Linked DNA regions of Mus musculus: region 1 is linked to region 2. Evidence: chromatin contacts called from public Hi-C data. All regions are on one chromosome and are shown on one strand. The core of a region is the stretch at or near the end of the contact, and the rest is flanking DNA. Distances in the headings are between cores, read along the strand shown.

Region 1 (5,672 bases), core at 232-2,731, 98 kb before region 2:
GGGCTGAAATGATCATTCCCAGAGTTAGAACTTTGAACAGAATGCTCTTTGTGTGTGTTGGCATCACATGCCCCTCTGTTGCCAGGAGGGGACCATAATTTTAAAAGAAGCAATGAAGCTTTGAAATTCATGGGTTCAACCATCCTTGTGTCCTAATGAAGCCTTAATTCTCTTGCCTTGTGGTGGACTGTGCATGACTTTCAGATAAACATTCAGCCATTTTCTTTGTGGCTCTCTGCATAAAGTTGACCTTTCCTCGTTCCCTCCGGATGGCGGTGTACTCGTAAGCTTTGAGCTTGCTGTAGTAATCGGAGAACTTGTTGTAGAGGATGGAAATGGGCATCCCATTGAGAATAATGCCAAAAGCGATGCAGAGGAAGGCAAAAAGCCTGCCCAGGTGGGTCTCCGGGTACATGTCTCCATAGCCCACGGTGGAGATGCTTACCTAAAAGGAAGCAGTACAGAACGGTTAGCCCGAGAAGGGAGTGGAAGAGGAGCCTGTGGTAAAGAGCCCCACCACCCTGTCGGTGCACATGGGAATTGCTAAGAGCTCCCACGGAGGCAGTTTTCAGAGCTGCCTGCAGGACTGTGCCATGCAAGGAATACAAGCCATGGAGCTAAAAGGCTGGTTCAAATCCTGACCGTGGCACGCCAGTGTTTGTATATGCAGCACAGGGAAAGACCTTAAGGAGCTGTAGGAACCTTAAGGAGCTGTAGGAACCTTAAGGAGCAGCCTTAAGGAGCTGTAGGAACAGCACTGATGTAACATATGCTGAATTCCTAGCACGGAAAGTATGCAGTAGTTGTCTTGTTGGCACGCCTCTGCCAGTTGGTGTCAGGACTGTGTTAGGACAGGGGGGTTCCCTGGATTCACCTTCATTATGAATGCCTGAGAAAAAGCTGGAGCTTTGAAGCAAGCAGATCAGTGTTCAAGTCCAGACTGACCCTTCCCAGCTGGCGGACATACACTTAGATGCTGGGACCATCTCTCAGGGTTCTGGTAAAGATGGACTGCAGAAGTCAATACAAAGCAGTGGGCACTGTGTCAGGCACCCAGGATGCTGACTACCTCTCCTATGCTCCCCTCCTCTTTAAAAGGCATAACTATAACACGCCCAGAGCTGTTGTGTTGTTCAACTGGCTTTTCAACGGAGGCCCTTTAATTTGGCACATGTAGAGAAACACACATGAGGGCCCTCAGAAGACCTCATAGAATAGAACTATATTCATCCTTCATGAAACTCCTCTCTTCATTCTTGTCACTCTGTTTTAAATCCCACTAATTAGAGATTTATTTCAGTTAACAAGCTTCCTGTTTAAAATGCAGATCCCCGCAGGACTAGTTACCACTTAGTACAGCCTGAGCCAAAGCCTGGCGAAGACCCCAGGGGACTATTTCTACGCCTCATGTGCTTCCATTGGTCCCTAGATTAAGTCACTAGAAACCTCTTTAGCAGGGCTGGCTGTTGCTTGCAGCGGTAAAACCTTCCTGTTGCCTAACTCTGAGCCTGCTTGCTGCTCCACGTTTGGGTGATGTTTGTCCTGAACTTCCAACAGGTGGCAGTAATTATACAAAGTCACTCCCTTGCCACCCTGAGATGGCCTCCTCTGGCTCAGAGATGTAAGCATCTTTTGTGCTAAGAATATAAAGGTTAGTCTGAACCTTCAAATGTGGCTGATTGATTAGAATGAAATGGAGAGAGGAGTCAGCTGGGCGAAGCCAGTGGCAAAGTGCCACAGACCCATCTGGCCCACAGACAGGGAAAGGTATGCCTCTACAAGCCCCAAGGGGCACTGCTCCATCCCTGACAAGAGAAGTGCCCCCCCCCCCCCAGCTGTAGAACACAAGCAAACATGGCAGAGGCAGGGCAGCCTAGACAGGGTTAAAGAAATAAGGACCATAGCTGACATCTCTGGTCTAAACCGACTTCACATTTGTGTGGGTTTTGGGCAACGGAGCTCAATTCTCTCTTGCTCAGTTTTTACTTTCGACATATAATAGAGAGAGTGATAGTACCCACCTTCTGTGATTGTAATAGGAATCCACAGGTGTGTTTACTGACAGGCTGTAGGGACTCATTCATGAGAGAGACCTGAGGGACCCTGTCTGGAAGCTGGCCCCAGCTCAAGAGAAGCAAACACAAACACTTATGGAGCATACACTCTGTCAGGAACTTGACCTCTTTTGTGTCTACGAGACCCAGAGGCTGTACAAATAGGCTCCTTCAGACTTTGGGTAAATACAGGATGAGGGAGATTTTTGCTAGAGAATATTCTTTCCCCACACTCTGGATAAGGACATAAAGAGCAGCAGAGGCCACGTTACACCTCGCTTCATTTCCATGTCTGTATGTGTGCCTATGTGTCTGCATATGTGTCTTTTTTGGCTGGCCATACCAGAGCCACACCTCTCTCGAGGTTTCTCGTGAGCTTAGCTGTGGTTTTCATCTCTCACTATTACGTACACTCCAAGATGGCCAGTCAACCGAGTCTTCATAGAGACCACTGAAGAGAGTTTGGTTACTGGGACGAGTGATAGGAAGGAGCGGATTTAGAATAAGATACAGCTACAAAGGAGAAGGCCTTGCCCTTGCATCCAGTCAGATACACAAGGGTTTAGCAGTACGTGTGTTGGGAAGCGGCTAGGAGGAGAGAGAGGAAAGGAAGTGATTAAGACAAAGTGTTGTTGTCAAGCTTTTGATAAATTCCCACCCTGGCCCAGCTTCACCCCCAACCTTACTTTCTTTGAGTTTTGTTTCCCATAAATTATCAAGACCCTTTCATTTTGTTTCTTTTCTTCTTTTCTTTTTGAGATGATGATATCATTACATCATTCTTATTTTTGTTTCTTGGCTGAACTTGGAGGGAAAAGTCAAAAGCAAATGTATTTGTCTTAAATAAGAACAAATATCTGTTATGCATAGTCAGGTTTGAAAAATTTGAAGTATCTTGGGTTTCTAGTTTCAGAGAAGAGACCTCTTCTACTAGGAGGCTATGAGAGTCTGGTTCCCAAGAATATGTTCAAAATGTAGAGTTGTTTTGCTATCTGCTTTGTAAATAATTTGATTCAATGATTTAATATGTAACCATGTTCTTTTTTTTTTCCCTTAGAGACAGGATCTCACTATGTATCTCTGGCTGTTTTGGAACTCACTATATGGACCAGGCTGGCTTAGAACTCACAGAAATATGCCTGCCTCTGCCTTGGATTAAAGTACTTGGATTAAAGGCATGTGCCACTATCTCTGGTTGTAACCTTGTTCTCTTCCCTTGCTCCTGGGGTAGGATTTGAGATTTCTTGGTTTAGGGAAGTTTCTATAGATTCCATAGAAGACTGAAGACCCAGACTGACCCAGATGACCTCACAGAGCGACTTTTCCCATTAGTAGAAGATGAGTTTGGAAATGTGACCAAAAGTGTCTACAAGTCATCCAAATATCTAGCAAATATCTAGCCAGTCTTATCCTGGAAGCCGACCATTCTACTGAGAACTCACAGATGTACCCTAGTTTTGGGTTTCAAGACTCAGAGCATGGTCACTAATCAACAAAGCCAGAGCACCATTCAGTAAAGGATCAGGATTTCCCCCAAAACAGGAATATCACACTTGAATTTGTCCATCAACAAGCCATGCTTGTCTCCCTCATGAAGTATGTGGTATAGATAAAATGCCTTGGCAGCTAGTAGTTCATGCATCCAGGAAGGATGATGGAAGCAATAAAGGTAATCAAGAGAACTAATTAGTACCCTTCTGGTTTTCCCAAAGAAGTAGAGGCAGTAAAAGCCTCACTGTTTTTCTTCCTAAAACGCTACTCAAGAGTTGATATTGTCCTTCAAAGGTTACTTATCCATGCTGCTGTTGCAACAAATATTCCTCTTGAGGATTATAATCTAAAGAAACAACTCAGATGGGTAAGAGTGCCTGCACACATCCTGATAATTAATTTGGTTGTCAGTTGCCTTCCTCAGAAATACTGAATGCAACCATTCTGGGGCAATTCCTCAAAGCATTATGAAGAATGAGATCAACACTAAACATTAACTCCCATTTGGACATTACTGTGTGCCACATTTATACCATGACTTGAGATGGTACAGTAAGGAGGAGGTTGGCCTGAGCTAAGGCAAATCTATGAATAAAAGTCGGAGGTCTATCAATCTACCTACAAAAAAGGCAGACAGTAAAGATGCCCTATGCATCTCCCGCTTGTCTGATGCTCTCCGTTCCTTTACTACTCAATCACATTCCACAGAAAGTCATCTTGAAAAAGAGGACCATGCTTCAGAGACACAAAAGGGGCCCACTCCTAAAGCAGGGGTCCCTAAGATAACAAACCACAGTGTCTTTGAGCTGTTGCTTCATTTATGACTGGTTCTGAAGCAGTTAGAACTTCAACACTTTCTGGAATTCTGCAACTAGGTTTCTATGGGCTGTATTTCCCAGTTCTCCTTCCTGATCATTTTTCAGAGCAGAGGCATGGGGACTGGGAGGTTAGGAAGGACATATGAGGGTCTCTGTTGTTGATTCTGGTTTCCTCTACCACCACCACCACCACCACCACCACCACCACCACCACCACCACCACCACCACCACCACCAGCAGCAGCATCTGGCTCAGATACTTTCAAACTCCCAAGACTCCCAGCATCTGCCTCACAGTGCCACCCTATAAATCTGCAATGACTACACATGGCCCTCCCCTGTGTGTCCAAGTCTGATAGCACTACCGTCTCCCATTTGTTCTTCCTGTTCTAAGGACAATGGTTATTCTCTCCATTTGTTACATTTTTTCTTCTACCTCCTAATAACTGTGTATCTTTTTCCTCACAGCATCTGCCCACTTTGATTTCCATTTTCCCAACTGTAACCTAACTCACTTCACATGCATCTCTTCTAAGCAGCCAATTAAAATAAATTTCAGTGATCCTGTAAGGACCAACTACTTTCAAGATAACGATACTATCATTTAGGATAACAAAGATGAGAGCTATCTCTATTATCTGGTGCCTCAGATTAAGGTAAGTTTCCTTTTGGGAGAGTTTTCAAAGTGAGGAGTTTATGCCGTGGTTTTCTCTTTGACTCCTACAACATTAAGTTGATCTGGAAGAGTCCAAAGGGAATGGTTGGTTGAAGGTCCAACTGGCCTTTTTACTTGAAAGCAAACCCATTCAGGAAGCTGATGTTAGCACAGAGCTATTGTTGACCCAAAGGATTCATTTACTCACTGTTGGGCAATTCTGACACACACACCCCTCCCAATCATTGGCACTACTCCAGGCATGGCCTGTTGATCTGCAGGGTCAGAAACTTGTCCTTCTGTGTGTCTCACAACACCGCGCCCCCACCAGGCCCTGGTAGAGAAGGGGTGAGTTCTGTATTAATTTCCTCTAAAATAGATCTGGAATCAGAGGTTATTGCTTACGTGTAATACCACATCAGCTAGTTAGACACAGTAGGTTCTATTTATTAATTACTTACTATAAGCTAGTATGTTACATGTGTGTTTTTTTTTATTACATTAGTGTTCACAAATAACCAGCATTTGACAGATGAGAGGGGTCTATCTTACATACTACTACATGAGCAATTGCAGACCTAAGGCTCCATGGGGGATTTGTTCTTACAGCTATAAGATCTGTCCAATAATTAAAAACTCTTTATAATAACAGAA
Region 2 (5,565 bases), core at 53-2,552:
TTGCCCTCATCTTAGCCTCCAAATGATCCCAGTGTGATTCCAACACACCTTTCTCTGGGGCTTTGAAACTTGCTCTTGAATATCAGCCTATGAGAAGAGAAATTATTTGTACCTTCATGAAGTTTTTCTTACTCAGTAACAAACTCTATGGCCCCTGCTTTTGGTTACACATTTGTTTAAAAAAAAACCAAATTATCCTATTACTAATCATCTTCCTGTTTTAATAATAGCATATTTTCGTAGTATAAAAAATCTGGTTGTTTCAAAGCTTATGTGTGTCTCTTAGGAAACCTTCACATCTCGATTTTACTTCCAGGATCAGGGAAACCATCTATCCAGTTCCTGTCAGACATTTGAGATCTATGCACCTAGTCAAGGAGTTCTTAATTGAATCTGCTGGCTTCAGTCTTAAGTATTCAATGAGGAAGCTACCCAAGAGAATGTCAGTCTTGTTAGACTAGGGAGAGCAGTCTTTAAAGGAGAGGGAGTAACTGTTAATAGCTGGAATGACCTTCAAGTCAGTTGGCCTCAAGTTTCAGGCAGGCAAAGAAAAATGAATGTCAAGCAATCGATAAAGCATCACTTAGAACGGAGACAGAACAGCACAAAGGAGGTCTAGTCCAAAGCAAGTCAAGGCACACTCACGGCACTGTTCAGGGCTTTCATCAGAACCGTCTTCGCAATCAGGATCCCCGTCACACTGCCATCTGTTAGGAACACACTGGCCGTTTTTGCACACGAAGTCAGACTCAGCACACGTCTTCTTTACTATAAACGTTTATTCTCAGAGTTAGAATTAATATCATTTGCCCCAGACCTCAGTTTTCTGATTAAGGTAAAAACCATATTTAAGTATGTTTCCCTTTAAAAACAATGCTGAATCAGCTGACTGATATTCAAATTGTTGGCATCTCTAGGGCTGAGCTCTAGGGAGCTCATCTTTTCTTCATAGGTTTCAGAGGAGGGAGTTATTCATTAGAGAGACTCAGAGGATGAGAAAGTCAAGGAAAGACAAAGGTTGTCCATTGTCTTATGACCCAGGGGTCATCTTAAAATGATCTCATCTGTGTACAATGTTAGCACCATGGATTTCTTCCAACGCATTCACACACTCTGAGGTGTTTTTCCTCCAAGACCATTTTCTGTCCCTATAACAGAACATTTGAGAGTGGACAATTTATAAAGGAAAGAAACTTATTTCAACTCAAGGTTCTGAGCTGGGAATCCTGAGAGCATTCCACCAACACCTGCTTGCTTTGGAGTGTGGCTTGCTTCCTAGGCGACTCTCTTAGTGATTAATCAGGGTCAGGGAAAAAGGATTTATTCTCTCTCGCTGACCTAATCACTTCCTAAGTACCCTACCATCTCTCAACACAATACTATCAAAAATCAGACTTCAACGTGAACTCCAGAAGAGACAAACCATAGAAAAGATTTCCTACTGGATCCTAGGATAACTGTTTGTTATGAAGTATGTGTGTCTTCATAATCTTCACATCTTGAAATCCCTACAGCTCTGTTGTAGGAGGGAGGACCTGAGGGAGGCGAGGCTAGAACCTTCTCCAATGGGATCGGTGCCCTTATTAGAAACATGAGTGCTTGTTTGCCACCCTCCCATCTCTCCTTCTCCTTTCTCTCCTACCATGGGAGGACATGGAAAGAAAACAGCCTTCTGCATTTCAGAAAAGAGGGCTTTTATCAGACACTCTATTTGTCTCTTTGTTTTGGGTCTTCCTAACACCCAGAATCCTAAAATCAAATTTCTATCATTTAAGCCTCTTTACCTATAGTATTTGTGTCCCAGCAGTGAAAACCAAGGCTGCTTCAGTGACAATTGTCACAATGCAGAGGTATGCTCTAGAACTGGATATTGCCACGCTTGCTGGTCTACTGAGGTAGAGGAACTCACACACCAGACAAGCTTAAGCCAATTATAACACTTGTAACAAGTGGTAGGACTTGGAATTCAAAGAGATTTTAGGCTTTCAGCCAAAGTTTGGTTTAACATCAACCAACTAAAAGTCACTGGAGCTGCCAGGACTAAGTCCCATAATTCACAGCTCCCATCAAATAGCCTAAGGCAAAATATCAATTCTACTACTAGAGACTTAGAGTTACGCTACAACTTGCCACCAATTAATTAGACTAGGAAAATAAATATAAACAAAGCAGGCAGTTTGATCACCGTACCCACGAAGGAGTCCCACAATCTGGAAGAGTTTTGCCAAAGTAGCTAGATGAGATACCAACATACTGTGGTTGTCTTTTTAGACTAGATTCCTCCATCCCTATGTGTCTATAATTTCTACTCAAAAGTCCATTTTAAAAACCCCTCTCATCATTTTTTTTTTTGTGTTTGTAAATCAGTCAAAGCCTACAATACTTTGCAAATTTCTAAGAGATCACTGGGCACAAGTGGTTTAAGCTGGGTAGAGGCCTTGAAGGCTATGGCTTGTTCTTATGCCTTTCTTGTTAAGCCTATACACTTGGAAGACAGTCACTTTATAACACTCAGCATGGGCTGGTAAATTATGATGAATCCTAAGGGCTTATTCATATCCTTGAACGTAGCTAAGGAACCATGCAAAGCCATGCCAACTCATAAATTGACCCATTTTTAAAATCATAATACAACGTTAACACAGCAAATACTATACAAGGCCTGTGTTCTCCTGGGCCCATATGGAAACCAAGGCCAGGCTATGGGGCTTGATGCTACAATTCAACCTGTGGTCAGCTCTGTTAGTTGCAAAAGTGAAAACAGGGTAACTGGCCATAAAGAAAGCAGATGATTTTGCAAGTAGAAAATGTCATGATATGAAAGATCAACTGTGCAACAAAGAGTTAGAGCAAAGATAAATATGGACACATCTTCATAGAGATCATCTTTCGCAATTCTGAGCATACACTGTAGGGGCAAAGAAAAGCCTTCAAATTAATACTGACATGCAGATAGAAAGCGTTCCACAGGGGAGGAAAGCCATTGGATACATACTCTGGGAAGTCGCAGAAGCAAGTGGCATAAGAAATCCACACTCAAACTGATCGTAGTAGCTGTCAAGTGCAAAAAGGATCCTCGCGAAAACCGCAACTACAGTCGCGTCAAAGGTTACATGGGGAAGTTGGAAGGAGGCTTCAGAAGTTTTAAGTAAGGGTGTAGTTTTTCCATTCCAGACACACATTTCAGGCTGCTTTTGATAATGCTTACCCCTTTCCTGTTTCCCTCCTGGGAGCCAGCAACAACAAATCTACCTATTGATATATTTAATTTATGCCACCGCAAGAGATCTTGATTCGCTGTTCATTTACCAATTTCCACCACCCAAATCCTCTACCATGTGGCTGGTTGAGAGTACTCATGCAGAAAGGACTTAAAAAAAAGTCCAGTCACTGTTCCTATGATGACCCGGGTGTCTCTGGTGAGCTAGATGATAAAACCTCCTATAATGGGAAGCATAAAAATAGGTGTAAGATGTCCTTTGCTCAATACATGACTTTTTGGTAGCTTCACACCTTACAACCATAAAACAGCTGAAAGTCCCCTTAGTGAGAGATGAGTTGAGAGAACTATAGACTTTAAACAACCTAGAAGTAGCAGGAAACTCGGTGTTCTGCGGTGCAGAGTGAAATCTTTACATTAAAAGCCCACAATGGAGAAGGATAGCACAGGAGAACTAGCCTTGGTCTTGAGACTGGGGACAAGTTTCCCCAGCTGTAGAATGGACTTTCAGAGCTGGCACTGGCACAGAAGCACCCGGGGTCTTGCTGCCTTGACATTTCAAGATCTCTTGAGGTGGGATAAATTAAACACATCTGTCTGCAGCTTTGTTGCTGGCTCCTGGGAGGTAAACAGGGAAGGGATAAGAATGTGTGTCTGAAATGCAAAAACTACACACTTACTTAAAACTTCTGAAGCCACCTTCCAACTTCCCCATGTAACCTTTGACCGGTAGGTACATGGCTGCAATTTTGGAGAGGGCTCATTTTGGCACCTGACAACTACTATGGTCAATTTGAGAGTGGATAATGTCCGTGACAATTTAATGCTGATAAATAAAGAAGCGCTGAAGGAATAACCAACAAGACAGTCAATAAAACCCCACATGGCCTTTATTTTTCTTCTGATCCCCACGTGCTGGAATACACATGTTCCTCCAGCATTGTCTGCACCATCTCTCAAAAGGCAAACGACAATGGTCACACTTCCCTTGCAACACTGTGCTGGGATTTTTTTTTCCATCACAGAACAGAGTAAATAAGTAAACTTCAACAAAATATCCAGGTCCATGTGATGCTGACATACAGTTCTCAGTTATTCTTTATGGCATGAGGTTATGGGGCCAATGCACACAGGCCTTTCTCACCATGACCTTTTTGGTAGGTTCTGATCAATGGTATGCTGTTATAGTCACATTCGTTTGTGAAGGGGAATAGTTTCTACTCTGCCTCATGGTTTTGTAGAAGCAAGTATTGTAAACAAACAAACAAACAAGTAGAATCTTTTTCTGATCTTTGATGCCTGTTGTTGTCTTGTCATTTTTATAGCAGTTAATTAACCTCTGGAATGTTAGGGGATGTTGTAATGTCCAGAGCTTTCTACATTCTTGGATCAGAGCCATTTGTGAATTTAAAGATGTATTTATTTTGTTTATATGCATACGTGTGCATTTCTGCATAATTGTATACCATATGTGTGTCCTCACGTGGATACACAGGGGATGCCCATGGATGTCAAATAAGGGTGTCAGATCCCCTAAAGCAGGGAGATTATGAGCTGTCCAATCTGGGTGGTAGGAAATGAACTCAGGCCTTCTGAAAAAGCTGTAGACAGTCTTAACCACTAAGTCATCCCTCCATCAAATTCCCCCATTTGCGTATTTATAAAGTTACTTTATGCAGTCTTCTGCCTGCTTCTATGTCTGGTCCTCTCTTTCCTTTCTCAGTTTCCAGCAGCACATTTTTCTGAGGTATGATAAATCAGATCTCGTCATTTGAAAGAAATCCCTCTTGGTAGTCAACATTCTATATTCAAGGTGATTTCCTCATGTCAAGTATTCAATTCTATTCCTCTAGACCAGTCTAGATTCATTGGACTCTGATTCACGGTCATACTCCAGTGAGTTTTACTTACAGAATCTCAATATATTTGCAGAGGCTAGAAGAACATGTGCACATTAAGTCAGATGCATAAGTCCAAACTAGACCTAAAGCTTGGTGACGAACAAGACTGCCAAAGACTTACCACAGTTCTTCTCGTCGCTGCCATCCGCACAGTCTTCATCTCCATCACATTTCCACAGCAGGGTAATGCAGCGGCCATTTGTGCACTGAAACTGGGAGCTATCACATTTGGCTTTCTTCCCTAGGAGGAAGAAGGGACATTGATCAATGCATGCATAGATGGTAATTTAGAGATACAAGTTCCCCAAGACCGATGGATAGGAACAGCTGCAGACTCAGCAAGCTGTGTCTTTCTAGGGGGCCAGACTGGGATGAGTTTGGGGACAGTGGAAAACAGTTGCAGACTCCTTCACTGGGCAACAAACTAAAACTGAACATCGGAGT

The links. A called contact is a pair of places that touch in the nucleus more often than the background predicts.
Region 1: a contact with region 2 is called in a Hi-C map of rod photoreceptor, with 2.9 times the contacts expected there. A contact is called at or near these places in 3 of 39 promoter capture datasets (3T3-L1-derived adipocytes, liver and trophoblast stem cells), 13 of 484 Hi-C or Micro-C datasets (the HL-1 cell line, cumulus cells, embryonic fibroblasts and 5 more), 3 of 130 datasets of targeted methods (embryonic fibroblasts, embryonic stem cells and pro-B cells) and 2 of 9 other capture datasets (adipose tissue and pancreatic islet).

What each region holds. Positions count from the first base shown.
Region 1 is chr19:27,328,415-27,334,086 of GRCm38.p6, reverse strand. It overlaps Kcnv2 (potassium channel, subfamily V, member 2), which reads right to left. Exons shown (of 2, transcript NM_183179.1): 2 at 1-445. The coding sequence ends at 164. Among named protein-coding and RNA genes, the nearest start is that of Kcnv2, 8.6 kb to the right of the region's middle.
Region 2 is chr19:27,229,993-27,235,557 of GRCm38.p6, reverse strand. It overlaps Vldlr (very low density lipoprotein receptor), which reads right to left. Exons shown (of 18, transcript NM_001161420.1): 2 at 5,243-5,362; 3 at 646-768. The region is part of intron 3 of Gm35438 (a long non-coding RNA gene); the gene reads left to right. Among named protein-coding and RNA genes, the nearest start is that of Vldlr, 16 kb to the right of the region's middle.